Linked DNA regions of Mus musculus: regions 2, 3 and 4 are each linked to region 1. A link is a contact called in public HiChIP or PLAC-seq, Micro-C and promoter capture Hi-C data. All regions are on one chromosome and are shown on one strand. The core of a region is the stretch at or near the end of the contact, and the rest is flanking DNA. Distances in the headings are between cores, read along the strand shown.

What was found. Promoter capture Hi-C pulls out the DNA fragments that hold promoters and counts their contacts. Hi-C and Micro-C count contacts between places; a contact is called where the count stands out from the background. HiChIP or PLAC-seq counts read pairs in DNA pulled down with a chosen protein or histone mark.
Region 2: an H3K27ac HiChIP or PLAC-seq map of embryonic stem cells shows a contact between it and region 1, with 6 times the contacts expected there. The contact joins the promoter of Mrpl33 here to the promoter of Yes1 in region 1. A contact is called at or near these places in 6 of 39 promoter capture datasets (the 3T3-L1 cell line, cranial neural crest, embryonic stem cells and 3 more), 9 of 115 datasets of contacts at active chromatin or transcription factors (embryonic forebrain, embryonic stem cells, extraembryonic endoderm stem cells and 1 more) and 2 of 9 other capture datasets (liver and macrophages).
Region 3: a contact with region 1 is called in a promoter capture Hi-C map of liver, with 2.9 times the contacts expected there. The contact joins the enhancer-like site here to the promoter of Yes1 in region 1. A contact is called at or near these places in 9 of 39 promoter capture datasets (the 3T3-L1 cell line, the C10 cell line, the SN4741 cell line and 6 more) and 1 of 115 datasets of contacts at active chromatin or transcription factors (acute myeloid leukemia).
Region 4: a Micro-C map of embryonic stem cells shows a contact between it and region 1, with 5 times the contacts expected there. The contact joins the promoter of Ctbp1 here to the promoter of Yes1 in region 1. A contact is called at or near these places in 2 of 39 promoter capture datasets (cranial neural crest and liver), 1 of 484 Hi-C or Micro-C datasets (embryonic stem cells) and 2 of 115 datasets of contacts at active chromatin or transcription factors (bone marrow-derived macrophages and extraembryonic endoderm stem cells).

The regions. Positions count from the first base shown.
Region 1 is chr5:32,609,821-32,612,512 of GRCm38.p6, reverse strand. It overlaps Yes1 (YES proto-oncogene 1, Src family tyrosine kinase), which reads right to left and starts at 1,342. Exons shown (of 12, transcript NM_001205132.1): 1 at 1,138-1,342. Gm10461 (collagen alpha-1(II) chain) reads left to right here. Exons shown (of 2, transcript XM_030254958.1): 2 at 461-2,692. The coding sequence ends at 1,289.
Region 2 is chr5:31,612,583-31,615,274 of GRCm38.p6, reverse strand. Mrpl33 (mitochondrial ribosomal protein L33) reads right to left here and starts at 1,324. Exons shown (of 4, transcript NM_025796.3): 1 at 1,253-1,324; 2 at 654-672. The coding sequence starts at 1,274. All of the region lies in intron 2 of Gm38424 (a long non-coding RNA gene), which reads right to left.
Region 3 is chr5:31,714,344-31,717,035 of GRCm38.p6, reverse strand. The region is part of intron 2 of Babam2 (BRISC and BRCA1 A complex member 2); the gene reads right to left. Among named protein-coding and RNA genes, the nearest start is that of Babam2, 18 kb to the right of the region's middle. Within about 2 kb of position 1,320, at least 38 of the 459 cell types and tissues checked have an H3K27ac peak or open chromatin away from gene starts, as enhancers often do. A contact at or near this core is called in liver, where this site is marked.
Region 4 is chr5:33,273,674-33,276,365 of GRCm38.p6, reverse strand. Ctbp1 (C-terminal binding protein 1) reads left to right here and starts at 1,362. Exons shown (of 10, transcript NM_001198861.1): 1 at 1,362-1,587.

The sequences.
Region 1 (2,692 bases), core at 93-2,592:
CCCTATCTGCCCACTCAAAATGTTTCTAGTCCACACCATTGTGCTGGTTAATAGAGGTAGCACACATTTGGCCTTAAATTGAGTCACACATGCACACTTAATAACATTTTCATTAGTGAGTAATTTAAATTTAGAAATTTAACAGGATGTTTAAACTCACTTTCAATTGCCAATTTTGGTCAGTAATTTTACACGAAATACATGAATATACCATACCGAAATATCCTGTGAAATCACATGTAAAAAACACAGCTGTGGAACACACAAGAGAGGTACAAAGTTATGTTTCAACTGCATACTTTTCGTTTATTTACTTTGATAACTGTCATTTCCACTGCTGTTCCAATCACTTATGCAAAGAATAACTACATCAAAACTACGCTATGCCCCATTCACAATCCCTATACCAGAAACGATATTCCCACTTTTTAAAAACAACTCTTTCTCAAGCCCAATAAAGCAAAAGCTGGAAGCAATTATCAAGAAGCAAAACACAAACAAAATTTTCGTTGACACAGGAGGACAGAGAACCGAACTCACGGGGAGGCGGAGTGGCAAGGCACTTAAAAGTGGCCGCTGATTGTAACACGTCCCAACACCCTCAAACCCAAACAAAGGAAAACTTTATAAACAGGTCGTGGTTTGCAATCAAACCAAGTACAACCCGCCGCTCACCCGCTCGCTCCACGAGTTCCACTCCTCGCTCCAGACAGTTGCTGCGGGCGTCCGGCGACACAGACCTCCAGCCGCTAGGACGAGAAGGGGCCGCTGCCCTACCCTCTGGTCCTCATTCGGGAGTGACCCCACGTCCTTTGGGGTGGAGGGTGCAGCGGCGGCACCACATAGGCTGGACCACTATCCGGACTCCCGCAGAATCGGGAAGTACTGGACAGGGCGGAGACCGAGGCACTGGGCAAGCAGGTAGTGAGCCCAGGAGACGAGACACTCACGCCCGCCAGCCAGACCGCGGGAGGGGAGAAGTTTCTCCTCAACTTCCAGACTCCGGGACCAGTAGGCGGACAGCGGCAGGGGCGGCGGCGCCTCGAGAAGCCCGGGAGCAGGAGGGTGGATGCCGAGGCCTAGAGCTGCCCGGTCCGGGTCAGCTGCCTACGTCGCGAGGCCACGCCGCGAGCTTACCTGAGTCCGGCCGCACTCGCACGGGTCGCCGCGGGGAGAAGGCGGCCGGCCGAGGTGGACGCCCGCGGGTCCCTCTCCCTTCTCCACCTCCAGGTCGCGGGGCGCCAGGAGGCAGCGACGGCGGCGCAGCCGGCCCGGGACGCTTTACTTGAGGAGGAGGGAACTCCCGGACGCCCGCACCCCGCGGCCTCCCTCTCTCCTCCTCTCGCCGCCGGCCCCGCCCCTCCGCTCCGGATCGCGCGCGGGGCGGGGGTTGCGGCTACCTGCGCGCGCCCGCTCACCGGAACTCGCGCTCTGCTGTCTGCTGGGAGCGCCTTCCGGCGCGGGAGCTCTGCGCGGGGTCCGCGGGCCGCTGGGAGGCCCGGCCGTGTCGTGCCTGCCGGCCCAACATGGCGCCAGGGGTCAGGCGTGCTCCCGAGGGGGCGTGAGGAGAAAGCAGCAGCGGCATGTGGTTCCCTGCCTTGCCCGCACGCCGACTACCGCAACGGGCGAAGCGGGGCTCCGCCTGGCTCACCGAAACACTGAGGGGTGTGGGGCTTTGTTTTCGGAGGGTGATCGGGGTTGGGGTTCTTTGGAGAAAGGTTGACTGTTCATTTCTCAGCTTTGTGCCTCCGCACCCTTTGTCACTGATAGTAAAATCACAGTCGAACCGCGTGAGCCATCAGGGCAGTGCTGACACCTTGGTTCTCGTCTGGCCGCAGAAGCTTCCTGTTGACTGTAGGTCGAACCAGCCTTGCCGCGCGAGTAGAACCGAACCTGAGTTGTGTTGGCAATTCTCCCAGGAATGGTGGCTCTCACTTAGAGTGGGACAGCATTGTATTTGATCCTCGTAATAGGGAACCCGGACAGGCACTGTGACTCTTCTTGACAGCTATGAAAGCTGACGTTTGGGCCCCTTGAAGTGAAGAAGTCAAGATGAAAGGTTTTTTGTTTGTTTTCCCTCCGAAGGCCTTGCATCGTTTTTTCTGCTTGCCTTGTAGAAAAAGGAAGGGTTTAGGAGGAACTGAGGTACAAGATTGAGAGGGTCAAAAGACAATCTAGAAGTACTCCTGCTAAAGGCACGTCTGCCTTATCACACTCTTAATTTCCCTTTTGTATTTCCTCTTTGGTGGGGTTATTCGAAGTATTAATGTGGGACTGTTGGTTTCCTTTGTGGTTTTCAGAGAAATTCAGCATCATCTTTGACATATCAACTCCGTCAGTAGTCTGGTACTTTAGCAACTTAAATGCACACAGCTTTAAAAAGTTTCTTCAGAGAAAGGAATGGGAATCCACATGAACAACTATGTGTGATGTAGCGCGGTGCTTTATTTTGCCATTGACTGGTGCATTAAGGGGTTTTTTTGTTTTGTTTTGTTTTTTTTTTTTTTTTGTTTTTTTGTTTTTTTGTTTTTCTCTGTATAGCTCTGGCTGTCCTGGAACCCACTTTGTAGACCAGGCTGGCCTCGAACTCAGAAATCCCCCTGCCTCTGCCTACCAAGTGCTAGGATTAAAGGCGTGCGCCACCACCGCCCAGCAAGTTTTTTCTTGAAACTAGAACGTTAGTTACTTGAGC
Region 2 (2,692 bases), core at 75-2,574, 1.0 Mb after region 1:
GGCACAGGTCTAGCCTCTCAGTTCCAGCTGCCTAACGCTTAGCTCTGCAATCTTTCTAGTGCTTGGACTGACTTCTATAAACAGGCTCTAGGTTTCCATCAAATCAGAGCTCATCTGTAGATTCCTGCAGAAGACTCAGGCAAATGGCTCTGGTTAGGTAGAGCCAAACAGATCACCAGCCTGATGCTTGCTTTAGGAGCAAAGCAATGAACTAATAGATTCTGAGGTGAGACCAGAAGCAAAGTTCCTTTACACAAAGGCTGTGAATACTCCCTGGGACAGAAGGGAGACAGCACAGTCCTCAACTTACATCCTCAGTTTACCCAGTGCAAATGCACTGCTTTGCAAGAGGCCACATTTCCCACTGTGCTCTCTTCCCCAGTTAGTAACGGGTACCTCGGCTTCCTACCAGCCACAAAGGGAAGAGGAAGCAGGGTTGCTAAGCGACATGATCTGTGGTTTTGGTATATCAGATGCATTCTCAGCTTATGTATCTGCAACCCAGGATCGAACTGTCAATGGTAGCACCATCAAAGGACTTTTCCCCCAAGGTGCTCACATCAACAAAATAATTAACCAAATAAATAACCCCAGATCAACTCTTGGGAGATCAAACCCAAACACTGGGCCAATAAAACAAAAACCTTACTTACTTTGACTTGCTCTTGGCAACTTGTGTGTGTAAAGGTTGGAAGAAAGAAAAAAGATAAGGTTGTTATTTTTTTCATTCGAAGTGCTTATCAACATTAGTTGTAACCAAAAACACTTTAAAAGTATTCCCCACTTTACACTAAAATAACTTTTTCCTGGTGTGAGTCTGGCCCACACAATTATGAATGTTTTGTTGTTGTTGTTGTCTTGGTATAATCAACAGTTGTCTGCCATCTTAACATCGTTCTAAGTAATATCTGCTCTATCCCCACCCTTCTATAGTGTAAATATTTGTACTGCAACACAGCTCTTGTTTGAACTTTACAGACTGCAGCAAAGTCGCCTGAGATGCTAACTCTAATCAGGATGTCAGCCAGGAGCCAGGCAGCGGGGTAATACCACAGCGGCCAGTAGACATTCTTCGGACACCCCTGCAGAGGGCGACGGGGCTCCCGCCGCCTTCTCACCAGACCCGGAGGCGCGCCGCGGGGTGGCAGCCGCCGCGCCAGGTCCTCCACCCCTCCGGGCTCCACCTCGGGACCTGCGGGTCACCGCCTCGGCTCCACGCCGCAGGCCCTGCCGCCGCCTCAGACCGACTTACAAGAGACAGCGGAGAGCAGCATGGTCCACCGATTCTCACCGAGACCCGCCTAAAGAGCTCAACGACTACTTCCGGGGCATGCGCGGGTTCCGGTAGAAGGCTCAGGAAGTGGACAGAAGCCACGCCCTCCCCTGAAGTTCGGGCAGTCTCTGACTCAGTGATTTATTGGTAGTGAATTTTGTGGTATTATGGGAAGGACCCCCCCTCCATACAAAAGATAATACTGCCAAATATCACAATACCCAGATCTGCCTGGCTCCAAAACATGTAGCCTTTCCCAAGAGACACTGATCTATCTTTTTTTTTTTTTAATTTTATTATATATTTTCTTTATATACATTTCAAATGCTAGCCCGAAAGTTCCCTATATGCTCCCCTACCCACCCTGTACTGGGGCATATAAAGTTTGCAATACCAAGGGGCCTCTCTTCCCAGTGATGGCCGACTAGGCCATCTTCTGATACATATGCAGCTAGAGATACGAGCTCTGGGGGTACTGGTTAGTTCATAGTGTTGTTCCACCTATAGGGTTGCAGACCCCTTCAGCTCCTTGGGTGCTTTCTCTAGCTTCTCCATTGGGGGCCCTATGTTCCATCTTATAGATGACTATGAGCATCCACTTCTGTATTTGCCAGGCACTGGCATAGCCTCATACGAGACAGCTATACCAGGGTCCCTTCAGCAAAATCTTTCTGGCATATGCAATAGTGTCTGGGTTTGATGGCTGATTATGGGATGGATCCCCGGGTGGGGTAGTCTCTGGATATTGTACTCTGATCTACCATTTGCCCAGCAATATTTTTATGCCTGTGCAAGAAGTCCTAACTCCACCACCAGGGACCTCACTGGTAACTTCATCTCCCAATTAATAATCAGGATTTTATTATTTTTGCTGTTGTTTTGCTTAATTTGTGTGTTTATAATGACTCTCCCTATATTATAATTTATTTTTACGCCTGAGTGTTTTGCTTGCTTGTATATTTGTGTACCACTTGTGTGCCTGGTACCTGAGAAGTTTAGCATCATGCTTCAAATCTGGAACCAGAGTGTTATGATAGTTGTGAGCCACCATGTGGGTACTGGAAAGCAAACCCTACTCCCATACAAGAGCAACAAATATTCATAGTGGCTAAGCAATCCTCTCTGGCCTGTTGTTGTTGTTGTTGTTGTTGTTGTTGTTGTTGTTGTTGTTGTCTTAAGTGATCTTCTCAGCAATGCTGTATTTCCATTTCCATGTGAGGAATCCAAGGATAAGAATAACTAACTTGGCCAAGGCTGTTCCAGTTATTAGTGGAAAGTCTAGGTCTTGAATCCAAATCTTCAAAATCTGGAGGTCATATTTTAAATTTTCAAATATGGCAGGCATGTACTTAGTGCTAGTCTAGCTAAATCAGAGAGTTCCAGGTTCAGTAAAGATCCTATCTCCAAAAAAATTAAATA
Region 3 (2,692 bases), core at 71-2,570, 900 kb after region 1:
ATAAGTCACCAAAAGAATTCTAAAGATAGTATAGAATAGGATGGGACCTCCCCTCTACATGCCAGGATATGGTCTGGCCCCAAGATTAAAAATAACAACAATCATAAAGTAACAGCCTGTGGCACCTGGAACTCATGCTTGAAACCTATTATCCCTTCAGTTCCGATAATCTGTCTAGACTTACAATTTTCCACCTGCACTATACAACTTTCCTAATTTACAAATTTCTTTACTTTATTATAGAAGTATGTACAAATATATATTTATATATGCATATATATAAAACATTTTTTAAAACTTAACAATGATAAGTCCAAAAGGTATTTTTTTATCTCAGAAAAATATACTAAGGAAAATAAAATATGCAGTGCTATGTTCTGACATCATGGTACTGATAAACCATTACCCCCAAACCAGGTACCATAATGTTATGTTATAAGAAATAATTCTGCAATGCTAATAATACCTATATCATACCTTTAGCTAATACTTGCAATATCTTTTATGCTTTCTATTTAGAAAGTTGTATAATGAAAACTGGTAATTAAGATCAAAATGTAAACAACAGCATACATAAACTTATTTGATTTCTCCCTTAGTTCCAACAATAAAACTCAATTCCTTGCCCAATACTGCTTAATGTTTAGACATCTACAAATTTTTGTCAAATTACCCATTGCTCAGATTTAGCCCAAATGCAGTAAACTGTTGCCTAAAAAACTTTTTTTTAGCCAGCTACTTTTTCTGGGACATTTCTTTTTTACATTTCCTTTAGCGGGGCATGTGGTCAGAGGACCACTTGAGGGGGTCAGATCTCTCCTTTCATCAGGTGGGTAAACTCAGGCCCTCGGGTTTGATGGCCGGTTCCTCAGTGGGGAGCACTGAGCCAGCTCCCCAGCCCACTCTGAAGTCATCCTATTTGAATTTTAACCAGTTACTAGGTTTTCTTTAAGTGTCCATACCAATACAGGCCTCCTAAATGGAGATGGTGAAAAACAGTCAACAGTGCATCACATTAGTGATTTCTTGGCCAATTTTTTCTTGGAAAAAAAGGACATGGCATTTGGTAGAGAAGACCTGGGCTCCAGTCCAGGCCTCGACCACTTATCAGCTAAGTAACCTTCAAAGAGTTTCATAACCTCTTGGAGACTTACGTCCTCCTGTGTTTAAATGTTTTAAAGAGGGGGATTAAGATTCTACAGAGATTTACTGGGAGCAAAAATCAGCCTAAGGAAAAGAGATTTATGCTACTCATAGCACTAAATTCTCTTCATGGAAAAAACCACAGTCACTAACAACTGAGCGCTCACTGCTGGCCTTGGTCAGCATCTGCTGCCAACTCATAGTAAAATTAATGTTCTTGCCATGGGTGTTCCTCACAGCTCATCATTCCTTTAACATAAAGTGTGTGTTCCTGTATGGACTCCCGGTGTCCAATGCCAAAGGCTTTCCTTTGAGCTTCAGGACTCCCCTAGACTATTTCTTCTACCCAAAACTTCCTCTTCTACTGTCTTTTAATTCCCACAGCAGAATATGCTTGTTTTAAACATACTCATTTTTGCTCTACAAACTATACAAAAAAATGTTTTCACTGTAAAAAAATATATAATAAAAATGAAACTCCAATTACCCCCTCTCTTCCTTTCTAGACTTAACTACTGTGATGAAACTTAATATGTATCTTTCTTAATAAGCTTTCTCCGTGCACTCAGACATACATATGAAAACATATACACTTACACATATATAAGAGAGAACTTTTCTACAAAGACACAATTATTCTGTCTTTTATTCTATAGACTGGCTCTGCCTTCTTGGCATTCAGATACAATCAACAGTATTTTAGCTTGAGTCTTTGGAAACCTGGACAGTACATACAAGTCGTTGGTATGAAGTTATTGCAATCAGAACACAGTTTCCAAGAGCATCAACAACTACTTACTGAGTAACTACTTTGTGCCAGTTAAAGGTGTGCAGTGTAAAACAAAACAGGCATCGTCCCCGGGGGGGCTAAAAGTCTTCAATAAAAACAACACTAACAGCAGGTACGATGGCTCACACCTGTAATACTAGCTCTCAAGAGACTAAAACAGCACGGTTTGTGTGAGTCTGGAACCAACCTGGGCTACATAATGAAATTCTCTCAACATTCCCACAAGAAGGCAATCAGGCAGGAAGGCAGGAGACGAAATGAAAGAAGTAACTAGAACTCATCCTGAGGATGCAATCCAAGGCATACACATCCCACACATCCCAGTGGAAACCCTCAGCATCATTTTTTTATTGTTATCTGAAGCTTTAATATAATATTTTTTCGTTCTTTGAGAATTTTATAAAATGTTCTTTTGATCATATTCACTTCCTGCTCTTCTCCCTATCCCCTCAACCCCTTGACCCTACTCCCAACTTCCCGTCATCTTCATTTAAGTCCACTGAGTATAAATTGTGCCATCCATATAGTCACAGGTATGAAGCCATCCACTGAAGCATGGTTGGCTCACCAAGGGCCACATCCTTAAAGGAAACTGACTATCTCACACCCAGAAGCCACCATGTCAATAGTTCCTTAGTTAGAAAAGAAAGGCTCAAGAGCTGTTTCCTCTCCACGCTAGAATATTCGTCGGCTTAATGTCTTGCTGATCTTATACAAGTAACCACAGCTATTGTAAGTTCCTAAGCACAGAGGCCCTCC
Region 4 (2,692 bases), core at 113-2,612, 660 kb before region 1:
TTCCTGGGAGGCCCTAAGGGTTTTTTTTTTCTTTTTTTTTTTTCCATTTTTTTATTAGGTATTTAGCACATTTACATTTCCAATGCTATACCAAAAGTCCCCAATACCCACACCCCCCCCACTCTCCTACCCACCCACTCCCCCTTTTTGGCCCTGGCGTTCCCCTGTACTGGGGCATATAAAGTTTGCAAGTCCAATGTGCCTCTTTCAAGTGATGGCCTATTAGGCCATCTTTTGAGCCCTAAGGGTTTTTATACAAGCCCTGATATAATCCCTCACAAGGATGGAGTGATGTGGTGGTCCTAGTCACAATGTGCAAGAAAAAGTGGGAATTTGGGCAGCCTGAGAAGGAATAGGAGGTGTCACTCTGCCATGGAGTTGCTATGTTAGGATGGAACAACTGGGAGGAGCCCTTTGGATGGATCTGTAGGGAGTCACCTGCAGCTCGAGAAAACTGGAACAGACCAGGAGAGACAGTCCAGGATAGGGGTGGGGATTAAGGGAAAGTGTACATCTGCTGGCTTTCCCCCCTAGCCCTCAGTCTATTTAGGAAATACTGTAGCAGGTTTGAGACTCCACCTGTTAGATCTTTTTCTCCATCCATGTCTGCCAATAGATGGAATTGGAAGGTATTTTCAAAGCATTTTTTCTGTAAACAGATGCCCAGGCCCTTGTCATCCCTCATTGATACTGCCCACCTTTCTCAAAGATTTGATTTTCAAAACTCGTAACCATATGGCCTTCAGCATCCTTCAGTTTGGACTGTTCCCGTGATGTTATTATTATTATTATTATTAATTATTATTATTATTTTATTTTATTTTATTTTTTTTTATTTTTATTTTTTTTAACAGCTAAGCGGTATCCCTCGCTACGCCTGTCTGACAGTCCCACCAACAGTCAGTCGCTTACTCTGGGGTGGCCAGCGGGCATCTGTCCCTGCGCACAGATCACTTTCCCTGGCTGGGGCGCTGTCCAGCTCCTGGGTCCTGGGTCCGCGGCCCCAGCTCTAGCGCACAAGGGGCCGAGTGAACCGCTCTCGCTGTCCTCTTGAGGCCCCGGCGACTAGACTGGTAGCGCCCCACGCGGATGGGCTGCTTCACCACTCAGGCTCCGGCCCAGGTCACCGCGCCAAGGAGTGGCAGGGGCGCAGTCCGGGGTACGCGCAGGGGAGGGGAGGCCGGGGGCGGGTACAGCTGGGGGCGTGTCCAGGAAGGGAATCCAGCCTGGGAGGGGCGCTGGGGGTGGGGGCCGAGCGTCGGGCCGGCGGGCAGCTGGGCCCCTGAGCCGCCCGCGTACGTCCAGCGCGCCGCCTTGCCTGCAAACAGCAGACCAACCGAGGCCACGCCCGCGCGCGCGCGCCGCGTGTCCCCGCCCGCTCGTCGGTCGGAGCGCGGCTGGCGGCGCGGTGGCGGCTCGGCACGGCGGTGGCCGGGCGCAGGCGGCCGGGCGGAGTAGCAGACTGCGCCGAAGCCGCCCCAGGCGCAGGGCTCGCGGCGGCGGAGAGCGCCGGACTCATCGGGGCCCGCGGCCACCCGCACCTTTCAATGGGCAGCTCCCACTTGCTCAACAAGGGCCTGCCGCTGGGTAAGGCCGCGCGCGCGCATTTCCGGCTGCGGGCGGGGGGTGGAGGGGCGGGGGCGGGGCGGCCGGGCGCGCGCGGCGCTGGCTTTGTGTGCGAGTGCGCGTGCGCGCTCGCTGCGCGCGCGCCTGGTTGGGGGGGAGAAACCCAGGAGGCCAACGGGTGATGCGCATGCGCGAACTGCTGCACGCGCGTGCGCGTCCCTATTTTCCGATGCCCGCTCGCGACCCGCGCAGGTGACAAAGGGGCCTGTGGTGGTGCGACCCAGACTGTGACCGAGCCGGGCCTGTCTTCCTGGCCCGGGGTCCCGCGAGGATCCTTCTCGTGGACACCCAGCCGGGACCTAGGTGTTCCCGGAGTGACGAGCCTGCGGATTCCGCATGGGCCTCGGGTCGGCAGATCCGGGAGCGGGTAGTCTCTAGAGGTGGCGCTGAGGGAACATGGGTGGCCTACATGCCTATCACCCCTCTGGTCGACTTAGTGATGCTCAGCTTGGCACCTGGATTTGGACCACTTACGTTTTTTTTTATTCATTTATGAAAGTCCTTAAGCCACAGGGGTCCTGCCTGTGGAGGGCAGTCCTTCCTTGGCTGCGTTCCCTGGCCGCGTAGCCTGGCGCACGCGCAGCGAAGACGACCCCACCTTCGGGCGGGGCAGCCGAGAGGTTTCGGATTAGGGAGGAGCCTTTTGCCCACCGTCCAAGTGCCCTACAGTGTCCCTCTCTTTGGCGCTTCCACTTTAATGACCACACGGCTTGACCCCCAGCTCTGTTCTCACAAGGGCACTGCCTTCTTCCTTATAGCCTGAAAGCTGGCAGGGGATGAATCCTCGCAGCGTGTGCTGCCAGCAGGAAATAAGGAACTGTAGGCAGGAGGGAAAAAGGGAGGCGCCCTGTGATGGCCCACTATACCTCTTATCACACAAGGCCATTTTGCAGATCCTGTCAGTTTGTTTCAGGGTGTGGCGGGGTAAGGCCCTCCAGGCCTGCCTTCATCCTGGACTGGTGGTGGGTACTCCTCCCCTACACTGCACCTCTTCAGAGCTGAACTCCCTGGAGGCTCATGTGTATACACACACACACACACACACACACACACACACTTTTGTAGG